3 separate regions of the Mus musculus genome follow, and regions 1 and 2 are each linked to region 3. A link is a contact called in public promoter capture Hi-C data. All regions are on one chromosome and are shown on one strand. The core of a region is the stretch at or near the end of the contact, and the rest is flanking DNA. Distances in the headings are between cores, read along the strand shown.

Region 1 (3,665 bases), core at 82-2,581, 2.1 Mb before region 3:
GGGCAAGTTTGCAAAGCTCAGGATCCCAAGTCCTGGGGGAAGCCACAAAGACGCTCCAACGCCAGCCAGCAATGCTTAACCTCTTGTGGGGCAGACTGGAAAACGCCACGGCCACTTAGGCGGGAGACCCGGGTTCCGGCTGGTCCCGGCAGGCCAGGGACAGCAGGGCCCCCGGGGTCCGCGCGTCCCCCGCATCCCCCTCCCCGCGCACCTGAGCGGGGCGTGGGCACAGCGCCGCACTCAGGCCCTGCCCGCAGGTCCCTCGCCCGCCGCCCGCGCCGCGCTGCGCGCCGGCCGCCTGCAGCCACCGGGAGCGACGCGAGGAGAGGCAGCCTCAACACGGCGTCATGCTTCCTGCCACCACATTACGGCGAATCGTCACCAGGAGAGGGGAGCAGAGGGGAGAGCGGGGGAGGGAGGGGTGCAGCCACACGCAGCCCCCAGGCTTCCAAAAAGCGCCGAGACGGGGCCACGTCCCGGTGGAGTCCCCGCGGGACCTGCCCGGTTTGCACAAAGCGCCGCAGTTTGGCCAAGAAGGCAGGAAGCCGGCCACAAAATAAATAAATAAAAAACAGAGTCGAGTCTACGTAACGCCCTGTCGAAAGCGGACGCCATATTTTTTTGTGGCTTATGTCGACATAGGGAAACGTAGACATGTTTTTCCTCCTCCTCCTCGGTCTGGCTTCCATTTATCCAAACTTGTAATCAAAACTATTTCATAAAAAAAAAAAAAATCTCCGTACTCCTCTCCCCGAAACCGCGGATTTCCTCCCACCCTCAAAAAAAAAAAAAAAAAAAGAAGAAAAAAAAAGCCTGAACACCCCCCTCCCGCGCACCCCCATTCCTAACCCGGCCAAGTCCCATTAACAACACATTTTCGGGAGCGGCGGCGGCGGTGGGAAAGTTGGGCTGGAGTGGCGGGCGCCCGGCGTGTCGGGCTCCGGGCTGGCGGTGCCCGCTGCGGGTGCTCCGCGCCGGGGCGAAGTTTCTTACCTGCGCCGGGGCTGCGAACGCGGGGACCCGGGCTGGGAACGCGGAGACGAGGCACGGGCGTTCCAAAATGGAACTCTGCTGGCTCCCCCCACCCACTCCCCACTCCCCACCCGGCGCCCGACTCGGGCTCCGTGGGAAAGAGGTGGTGGTGGGGGAAAGCCAGCCTGGCAGACAGACAGACAGACAGATAGACAGAAAAAAGCCCCGGTACGGAGAACGGTTGATCGAATTTTTTAAAAGAAAAAAAAAAAGAAAAGAAAAAGAAAAAAAAAAGAAAAGAAAAAAGAAAAAAAGGGGGAAAATGCCTCGATCAGTGGGGAATCTACGCCAAAACCCACATGATCTGTAACGTCAGCATGCGTATTTGCATACGATACCACCACCGGAGCTGCCACCCGGGCTCGGGTTCCGCAGAAAGTTACAAAGTGAAATTCAGGCCCCCCCGCAGACTTCGGCAAAATGTCATTTTTAGGAGGGAGTTGCTGGTGGGGGGAGGCTGCCCCTAAAGGCTCAGATGAGTGGTCATCCCGGGTGTTGGGGGGGGGGGAGTGCTTAAAAGTCTGAGTCCAGTAACGGACTCATTGGAATTTTTGCGGGAAGAGGTGGGGGAGGCGCAAGCGAGATCATTGACTATTGAGCACGACCCGGCGCGCTGCCGCGGCCAAACCCTCTCGGTGCAATACCCATTTTCTTTATGAAAAGTTCAAGGTGTCACTGATGAGCTCAACAAACTGTTGATCCTCACCACGTGGAGTGGCGGACCGTGAGACCGCAGGGCGCTAGGGCTTGCCCGGCGCCAGCAACACCCCAGACTCCAGGTCCTTCTGCAGTGCGTGGGGGCAGAACGCGGGTGGGGTCGTCACGCGCCCTGGGCTCTGCTTGAGTTTCGCCCGCCTTCTGGCAAAAGAAAATAACAACATACTTTAAAACTTTTTTCTTTCTTTTTTTTTTTTTTTTAAATCGAGATGCGTTTTACTCCCGGAATAGTAATGAGAGGGCTTGGGAATAGGGCGGGGAAGAAGGCGCCCCACTTACATAACCACTTGAAGTTAGATCACTTTTGCTGGGGATTTCCGCTTGCGCCTGAGCTCAGTCTGGTTAAAGATCTTCAAACTTTTTCCCTCCAAACCCATAAACAAACAAAGACACCCGGGGAGCTGACTCAAACTTGTGTGGCCCGAATTCACAGCGATTCTCAGCTTCGGGAAAATGCACACGCCTGCAGCGCGCACACTGGAGTCCCCCAGAAGCGAGACGGGTCATTTTCGGAGCTGGGACAGCCGCGTTCCCGGCGAGAGGGGTCTCCAAACGAGCCCTCCATCTGCGTGCGTGCGTGTGTGTGTGTGTGTGTGTGTGTGTGTGTGTGTGTGTGTGTGTGGTGTCTGCCCTTTGCAGCCCTGGGAACCGTGAACTAGAGACCCGGCTGCTGTGCTCCGGCGATCACGCAAGGTTAAAATTCTCTAAGGGAGCATCCGAGGGAAGATGACGGACCTAGCAACCTGTCAGCGTTGTGCATTCTTGCTCTCAGAGACCCTTTCCCCCTTCGCAGATTCTGGGGGCGTTTGGGAATTTGTTGGGTGTGAGCGCTCTTGGAGCCCACCGTAGGGGGTGGAGGCTAACTCTGGGACCCAGATTTGACACTAGGAGTTACTGGAGAAAACAGAGGGCTTGGGACTTGAAGACTGCGGAATTGCCTCCCATCCTGCGGATTAGCAGGCGCATCGCATTCCGGCTTCCCAGCCAGCTCTGCTCCGGGGAATTAGAACGAACTCTAGCGGCCGCTTGCGACTCCGCTCGGGGCGCCAGGACAGCAACAGGTGGCTGTGTACTGCGGGGTGGCCAATGGCGATGACTTAGTCTAGAGGAAGACTGGTTTTGGGGGCTGATGGATGGTCACGGCTCTAGGGAGCCTCTGCTGGCATTTTTCTTTCGTATTAGGTTTTTTTTTTTTCTATTTAAGATTAAATCAGCGCGCATGCTAAATTTCTTACTTGCCTTCCAGCTTTAGTTGGGTTATTGCTAACTGAGGGTGGAGGGGTTGCCTCTCTCTTCTCCCTGCCCCCCACTCGTCTTTGTCCGTCTGTCTTTTTCTTCCTAGATAGGTTTAAAAGCCCAGAAAACCGGATTCTGACTGTGGACTGGCTTTAGTGCTTCCTTTCTTACGAGAGACAAAATCCGACGGGGTTCTTAGGAGGATTCCATTCAGATCTTTGTTGGTGACTATAATCCGGATCGTGCCCTGACTTTCTCAGACTCATCTGATACCTATGATCTGAGAGTCTTGTCAACTTTTATCCAACACCAGTATTTGGGGATCTTTAACTGAGTTTGGTGATTTTTTTTGTCAACTCTACACAATCTAGGGTCACCTGGGAAGAGGCAACCTCAATTGAAGAATTCCCTACACAAAATTGGCCTGTGGTGCATATCTATGGGGCATTTTCTTGGTTGATGTGTGAGCAGGAGCAGTCTACTCCGGGTCAGGTGGTATAAGAAAGCAAGCTGAGCAAGCTAGCCCTTATGCCTTGTGCTTCAGTTTCTGCTTCCAGGGCGTGTCTTTAGATCCTGCCTTCCCTTCCCTTGATGATGGACTTTAACCTATAAGCCTAATAGACCCTTTAACCTCTCGATTGCTTTTGGTCATAGCGTTTTACCATCTCAACACCAATAGT
Region 2 (3,590 bases), core at 1,081-3,580, 2.2 Mb after region 3:
TCAATACTTAGCATGTAAATTGTGTGGCTCACAGCCACTTAACACTGTAGCTCTAAGAGGATCAGATGCCTCTAGCCTTCACAGTTACCTGCATTCACACACACACACACACACACACACACTTAAAAATAAATCTTAAAATACTAAGACTATTCATTCTGATTAAACAGGAAAAAGAAAAGAAAAGGAACGAAACTAAGGCTGGAGAAATGTCCAGCAGCTAAGAGCACTTGTTGCTTTTGAAGAAGTCCAGAGTTCAATTTCCAACCCCAGCAGGATGGTCCCCACCCATTCACAACTCCAGTTCCAGATCTGACATCCTGCTCTGACTTCCATGAGTATCAGGCTTATAGGTGGTGCACGTACATATATCCAGGCAAAACATCGCTACACATTAAATAAATATTAAATAAAGATATAATAGGTGAGTAGATCTAGTGAAAAAATAGGGTAGGAGTGTTAATGGATTACATTACAAACTGAGACTGGCTGATTAAAAAAACAAAAACAAAAAACATTACTCTAAAACATCACTTCATCAATGAGAAGCTGAGAGTAAGCCGAGATCATTATTCCTAAGGTTCAATTGCAGAAACACGGGCTGAACGTGTTTCCCCTCACTTTCAGTACCATTTTTCTCCTACAACATCAACCACTAATGAACTGAATGCAAAGATGTGCTGTGAGCTGAGGGAACCACAGTTAGACAAGAAAAGCAAGAGACTTTGCCAATGCAGGATAAGAAGAGTCCTATCTTCTACAGGGTGCAGGTTGTTTGACAGCCAGATCTCAACACAAAGAGCTCTGTCTTGAAGACTGTTCATTGCAATCCCCCTGAGACCTGGGGTCACTTGTGGCTCTAATCTCTACCTTTACCTGAACCGTTTTCATCCTGCTCGGAAAATGACTGAACCCTTACTCTTGTTTCAGGCCTCTCTAAATCCTGTGGTGGGGACAAAGTAAATCATGAAAACCTACTTCATCTTTGGCAGGTTCAAAATGGGCAGAGGTTTCAGAATGTACCAAAATATCCCACCCAATATCTCTTCCCTTCTTTATTCAAACAAATCTGAAACAACAAAGGTTGAAAACTTTCCACTCTGCCTTATTATAACCATACCATGGGTACACAACCGGCTGGGGTTTTCAGTAGCCCGAGGGAGGTAGGGATGTGTCTGCTCCCAGCTCACTCACTCCCACAATAAACAATCACTAAACAGCTTGCTGCCCTAGGCAACTGCTTGTCCAGCTTGGCCAGGCTCTGAGGCTAGGGTGGGTAAGTGTTCTAAGCCAGAATTCAGGCTGTGAGGCCAGGTAATGCTTGGGAGTCTAGCACAGCTTGGAGGTCCTGGAGGTTCCTTTCAGAATCATCCAATTAAGTTCACTCAGAATGACAGGGGCTTGGGGCAGGGGAGTCGACAGAAGGAAGGTCAATTGAAGGAACCGTGGCACATTTATTGTAAATACATTTTTTTTTTTTTTTTTTTTTTTGCTTCAAAGGTTCCCTTCTACAGCTAGGGCCAGGTGACATCTTAAAAATACCACCTCAGGAAGAATAACAACACCGATGGGGGCAAAATGAAATGGCTTTCTTTTCAGCCATTAGATCCCTCCCGGCCCAATATCAGTGAATAGAACAGGTGGGAGGGATTCGGGAATGGAAGAGAGGGCACGCAGATCAGATGGCTTTAGGAGGTGTCTTCTCACACTCAGCCACAGATCCATCGGACTGTGACAATTCCTCCTTATTGTTGAGGATTAGGGTGTCTCGGCGAGGAAGACAGAAAAATAGGTGGATTACATAGGGGAATTAGAAAGACCACTTAAACGTTAAAAACAAGACCCACCAAAAAATTGGTCCTCAGCGGGTCCAAGTGTGGGGGGAGAGACATCCCGACCTGCGCTCGCTTTCCATGAAGTCCCCACCCCCCTTCCCCTCGCTTCTCCATTTTCAAGGCATCCTTCTCCAGGAACCGGTCCTCTCAGCCTCCCGGCGGGGAGGCGTTCCCGGCTCGTGGAGACCCGGGGCATCCCGAGCAGCGGGCTGCTGGCCACGTCCCCACACTTCCTCCCGCGCCTCTGGGGCCCGTCTGGTCCGGGTTGCATTCCCGGCCCGGCGTGCAGAAGGCCGGCGGTGGGCGACGCCCGGCCGGCTAGCGCTCCGCCCGCCGCCCGTGCGCTCCTGGGTCCCCGCGCCCGCGCCGCGCCGCGCCGCGCCGGCGCCTCTGCCGGCCGCCGGGGGTTATGAATGGGCGCAGCGGAAGCCCCGCCCCACCCGGACGTGACGCCCGGCCAATGGCAGCGCGGGCTGCGTGGATGGATGAGGTCAGCGCTGTCGTGTCGGGAATGGAATGTGTAAGTGTAACATTCAGAACCGGGTAACATTCGGCGACCGAACGCGGCGGTCGGCAGTGATAGCGCGGGGCCTGCGAAGCACCGCTCGGGGCCGGCACTGCCCGCGGGGAGGACGCGCCGCCGCCGCCGCCCCGCGCCGCCTCGTGCCGCCGGCCGGGCCGCCGCGCGCCCGGGGAGCCGGCCCCGTGAGCGCAGGAGTAAACACCGGCGGAGTGTGGGAGCCGCTGCAGAAGGGAATAAAGAGACATGCAGGGATTTGTGAGGTTACGGCGCCCCAGCTGCAAGATGCACTAGCCGGCTGAAGCCGGGGCGGATTGACTTGTTGGAACCGTAGTGCTCTGCACCGGAGTGTGGATGAGTTGAAGTTGCTTTCCCCGGGCTCGTTCTCCACGCCGCCGAGAGGAATCCGAGCGGAGAGGCAGTCACTTCGTCTTGCCATTGATTGGGTATCGGGAGCTTTTTCTTCCCTGCTCTCTTTCTTTTCCTCCGTCTTGTTGCATGCAAGAAAATTACAGTCCGCTGTTCGCCCGCCCTGGGTGCGAGATCTTCTGCCCGGCTCTCTCCCGTGCATTGTGCAGCCCAAAGATGAAAGACCGAAGGGGAGAAAGTTAAAGAAATCGCCCACATGCGCTGGATCAGTCCACGGCTTGGGGAAAGGCATCCAGAGAAGGTGGGAGCGGAGAGTTTGAAGTCTTTACAGGCGGGAAGATGGCGGACTGGAGCTGAAAGTGTTGATTGGGAAACTTGGGTGATTCTTGTGTTTATTTACAATCCTCTTGACCCAGGCAGGACACATGCAGGCCAAAAAACGCTATTTCATCCTGCTCTCAGCTGGCTCTTGTCTCGCCCTTTTGTTTTATTTTGGAGGCGTGCAGTTTAGGGCATCGAGGAGCCACAGCCGGAGAGAAGAGCACAGTGGTCGGAATGGCTTGCACCAGCCCAGTCCGGATCATTTCTGGCCCCGCTTCCCGGACGCTCTGCGCCCTTTCTTTCCTTGGGATCAATTGGAAAACGAGGATTCCAGCGTGCACATTTCCCCCCGGCAGAAGCGAGACGCCAACTCGAGCATCTACAAAGGCAAGAAGTGCCGCATGGAGTCCTGCTTCGATTTCACCCTTTGCAAGAAAAACGGCTTCAAAGTCTACGTGTACCCGCAGCAGAAAGGGGAGAAAATCGCCGAAAGTTACCAAAACATTCTAGCGGCCATCGAGGGCTCCAGGTTCTACACCTCGGAC
Region 3 (3,249 bases), core at 616-3,115:
TTTTCTGGGCCTTAAAGGATATTATCAGATGGAGAAGTAAAAGAGAAGAAAATTATCAAATACATTTACAAATAGATATATTTGTAAAGTACCAATAGAACTAAAAGTAGGGAAGATTTCTTGCCCCCCCCCCAAAAAAAAAAGTAGTGAGAACTTCAGAAAGTCAAAGCAGATGACTCAAAGCTGTTTTTGCTTTAAGAGAATCAGTAAAATAGACAGGAAAACAACACCCACATGTGGTAAAGAAGGCAGAGTGGGAGCTGTAACGGGTTGTCTTTACTCAAGACAAGAACCCTTCCACAAGCAGGGCAGTGGTGGCACATGCCTTTAATCCCAGCACTTGGGAAGACAGAAGCAGGCAGATCTCTGTGAGTTCAAGGCCAGGCCGGTCTACAGATAAAGAGTTCCAGGAGAGCAAGGGTTATATGGAAGCAAAACTCTCACAATGGGAACCCAGAATAACTTTTATAAAAACTTACAACATTCAAATATCAGGAAGGAATAGTAATGTAGTTGAGGTTTTCTTTAAGATACCCCCATAGCCCTGTGCCTCTCAAGTCAACAAGTCTTTCTTGTACTCCTAGGTTATCAAACTGACTGATTTCCAAAAAAATGCTGTGTCAGACTTTGGGGGTGGGGGGTGGTGGTGGATAGGAGAGGAATTTCATTACCATTACACTTCTGTACTTACCAGGGAATGTACTGTCATCTGGATGGATTGAATCGCTGATGCTTCTCTTCAAGAGGTGATAAATATTGGTTGCGGTCAAATCTATAAAAATAAAGACCTGACTCAGTCATCTAACTCAAGAGTTAACATAATCTAGGGCCTGTTTCCATTTCACTATCAGAGGATCTGAAGGCCAGTAAGTTGTAGACAGAATACATGTTGACCAAGTCTATTCAAGTGCTGACACCGCAGAGAAAACAGCCAAGTCTCCTCATTTGTATATGCTAATCAGTAACAAGAAATCAAAACTTCCTTCCAAAAGAAGTATATACGAACTATATACATTTCTTCCTAAAAATGTCTGCTTAATCAAAACAAGGAAAACGTAATATTGAGATTAGTCAAGTACGCCAAAAAAGCAATGCAGCTAAAATCTTTTAAAGCTGGTCATTTCTCTTTTTTTAGTGTGGAATGTTTCCTTCATAGAATGTAAAACTCAGATCTGCAGAACCTATCATTTCTTTCTGTGCTTTCTTCAAGGTGGTAGGAACGCCAAGGGACACTTCTTTCTGCAAGCATACCTTCCCTAAAAGCAAAAATTCGATGACTATGCCACCAGAAGATTCAACCAGGCAAATATTCAGTTCACCAAGCACTTGGGACACTGGCATCTAATACCCACAACTTTATATCTTTTCCATTGACATACTACTGCTCAGTTCTTATAGAAACTACTTCAGAGAGTTAGTTGCACGTTCCCGGGACCATTCGACCTATGCGCCTCCCTCCGGGATTTCATCAGAAACTCAAATCCTTCGCTTCCCCGCCGCCGGTCGTTCCCGCCTCTTCTCCGCCCAGAGCTTACCGGGCTGTTTGTCGGTGCTCTCCAGGGATGTCGCCTCAGTGCCAGGCTCGATCTCCCCACCCGCCACGGATCGAAACTTCCCTTCCCTCCAGGTGACCAGCAGCAAGTACCGATCCATCCTCTTCGCGCCCGGACTCAGTGTTAGGTCTCAAAAGAGCCGCGCGCAACGTGCACTTCCGGTTTCCTGCCGCTCAGGTTGGCTGCAAAATAATGTCCTACGTCGGTTTTCCCGCCAATTATTGTGGGAAATTATTCTCTCAGGAGCCACACTCTCTGCTCCTCTCATAACGAAACCGCTACCGGCGGGGACCCGAGTGTGGCGGGGAAGCAGATGAGCGCACGCGACGGCAGTAGGAACCTTCATGCTCGGGTGTCTGTGTTTCCCGCCGGACCCGTGGTGCTGGTTCCCCGGCGGGGCGGGTGCAAAGTAAAGGACGCCGCGGGTCGGAGAGCATGTCCAGCTTCTCTAGGGCGCCCCAGGTGAGTTTGCGCGTTTCGGGCAGGATAGTGTGCTCAGTACGCTGGCGAAAATGAAGAGCAGTGTTCACAGGGATTTAGTGCAGAAGCTGAGCTTTCAGGGAAGCTGACACCCGTACCCAAGAAATGCTTTAGGAGTCACTTACCAGAGGGTTGTGAGTCTGCCTACCACTTGATATCTTTGTTTTGGCTCCTTTCTCTCCTCAGTCTGCCCCTTTCGTGTCTTTTGTTCCTTGCGGAAAGAGAGCTAAAGTGAAATAATAGGTTGAATGACGTGGGGCAGTAAAAACCACTAAAAGATGTTTATTTTTGTTTAGTACAGTAGGGGAGGGGGAAGGGAAGGTGTGGAGCTGTAGCTGATGTAGCGTAGCATGCCTGGGTTCCATCCCCAACACCGCATAAACCTGGAATTATGGTGCACGCATGTTATCCTAGCACTTGGGAGGTGGAGGGAGAAAGATCCGAAGTTCAAGGCCAGCCTTCTCCGATACTTAGTGAGCTTGAAGTCAAGCCTGCGCTGCTTAAGACTGTTTATAAAGAATGAAGACCTGTTGTAGAGTTTTGACCTAGAAGTCTTAGGCATCAGAAGGATCAAGCAAGCACTCAAGCCGCCAGGTGGAAGATAAACTGTTCACAGATGGGAGATCTTTGAAGGGCTAAAGGGAGAATTCAGTTAGAATTCTATTTTAGTGTACCACACAAAATACTCATTTTACAAGTCAGGCTGAAACATTGGAGTTCTAAGAAGTCCACAATATATATTAAAGATTTGAATGTGGGTGTAAAGAGAAACAAGAATAACTTTTAAGAATTCTGGTTTGGGCAACCGGAAGGCTGACTCATAGGGAATACTGAAACTGAAGCAGATTCTAGATAGAAGAGAAAGAATTAGTTTCTGATATGTTAATCCAAGACAACTCCTAGCCTAACACTACTTGAAGTACATTTCCTTTAAATGTAGTTGTTACCTGTCTATAATCAGGTAAATAACAGATGTGAATATTTAAAACTTTGACAGCAAGTTGACATGTGGCAGTATTTCTATTATTTATCAAGCTTTTTTAAAGTATTAGTTCACATGGAATGTGGTAAACTTGTCTTTTGCGTATGCATAGGCTAGTTTAAAATTTAGGATAACTAATATGAAACCACAAGCTTATAAGTGTATTTTTCTAGCATATAATCCTTGTGTATATGCATATGAAAGTACCTGGACAAGATCTTTCTGGAATAGAGA

What was found. Promoter capture Hi-C pulls out the DNA fragments that hold promoters and counts their contacts. Capture Hi-C pulls out chosen DNA fragments and counts their contacts.
Region 1: a promoter capture Hi-C map of hippocampal neurons shows a contact between it and region 3, with 5 times the contacts expected there. A contact is called at or near these places in 6 of 39 promoter capture datasets (the 3T3-L1 cell line, embryonic stem cells, hippocampal neurons and 2 more), 1 of 484 Hi-C or Micro-C datasets (liver) and 3 of 130 datasets of targeted methods (embryonic forebrain, large pre-B cells and pro-B cells).
Region 2: a promoter capture Hi-C map of liver shows a contact between it and region 3, with 4 times the contacts expected there. A contact is called at or near these places in 1 of 39 promoter capture datasets (embryonic stem cells) and 2 of 9 other capture datasets (adipose tissue and liver).

What each region holds. Positions count from the first base shown.
Region 1 is chr15:57,692,333-57,695,997 of GRCm38.p6, reverse strand. It overlaps Zhx2 (zinc fingers and homeoboxes 2), which reads right to left and starts at 1,331. Exons shown (of 4, transcript NM_199449.2): 1 at 994-1,331.
Region 2 is chr15:53,344,923-53,348,512 of GRCm38.p6, reverse strand. It overlaps Ext1 (exostosin glycosyltransferase 1), which reads left to right and starts at 2,330. Exons shown (of 11, transcript NM_010162.2): 1 at 2,330-3,590. The coding sequence starts at 3,150.
Region 3 is chr15:55,556,024-55,559,272 of GRCm38.p6, reverse strand. Mtbp (Mdm2, transformed 3T3 cell double minute p53 binding protein) reads right to left here and starts at 1,865. Exons shown (of 22, transcript NM_134092.3): 1 at 1,536-1,865; 2 at 692-772. The coding sequence starts at 1,653. It overlaps Mrpl13 (mitochondrial ribosomal protein L13), which reads left to right and starts at 1,961. Exons shown (of 7, transcript NM_026759.3): 1 at 1,961-2,015. The coding sequence starts at 1,989.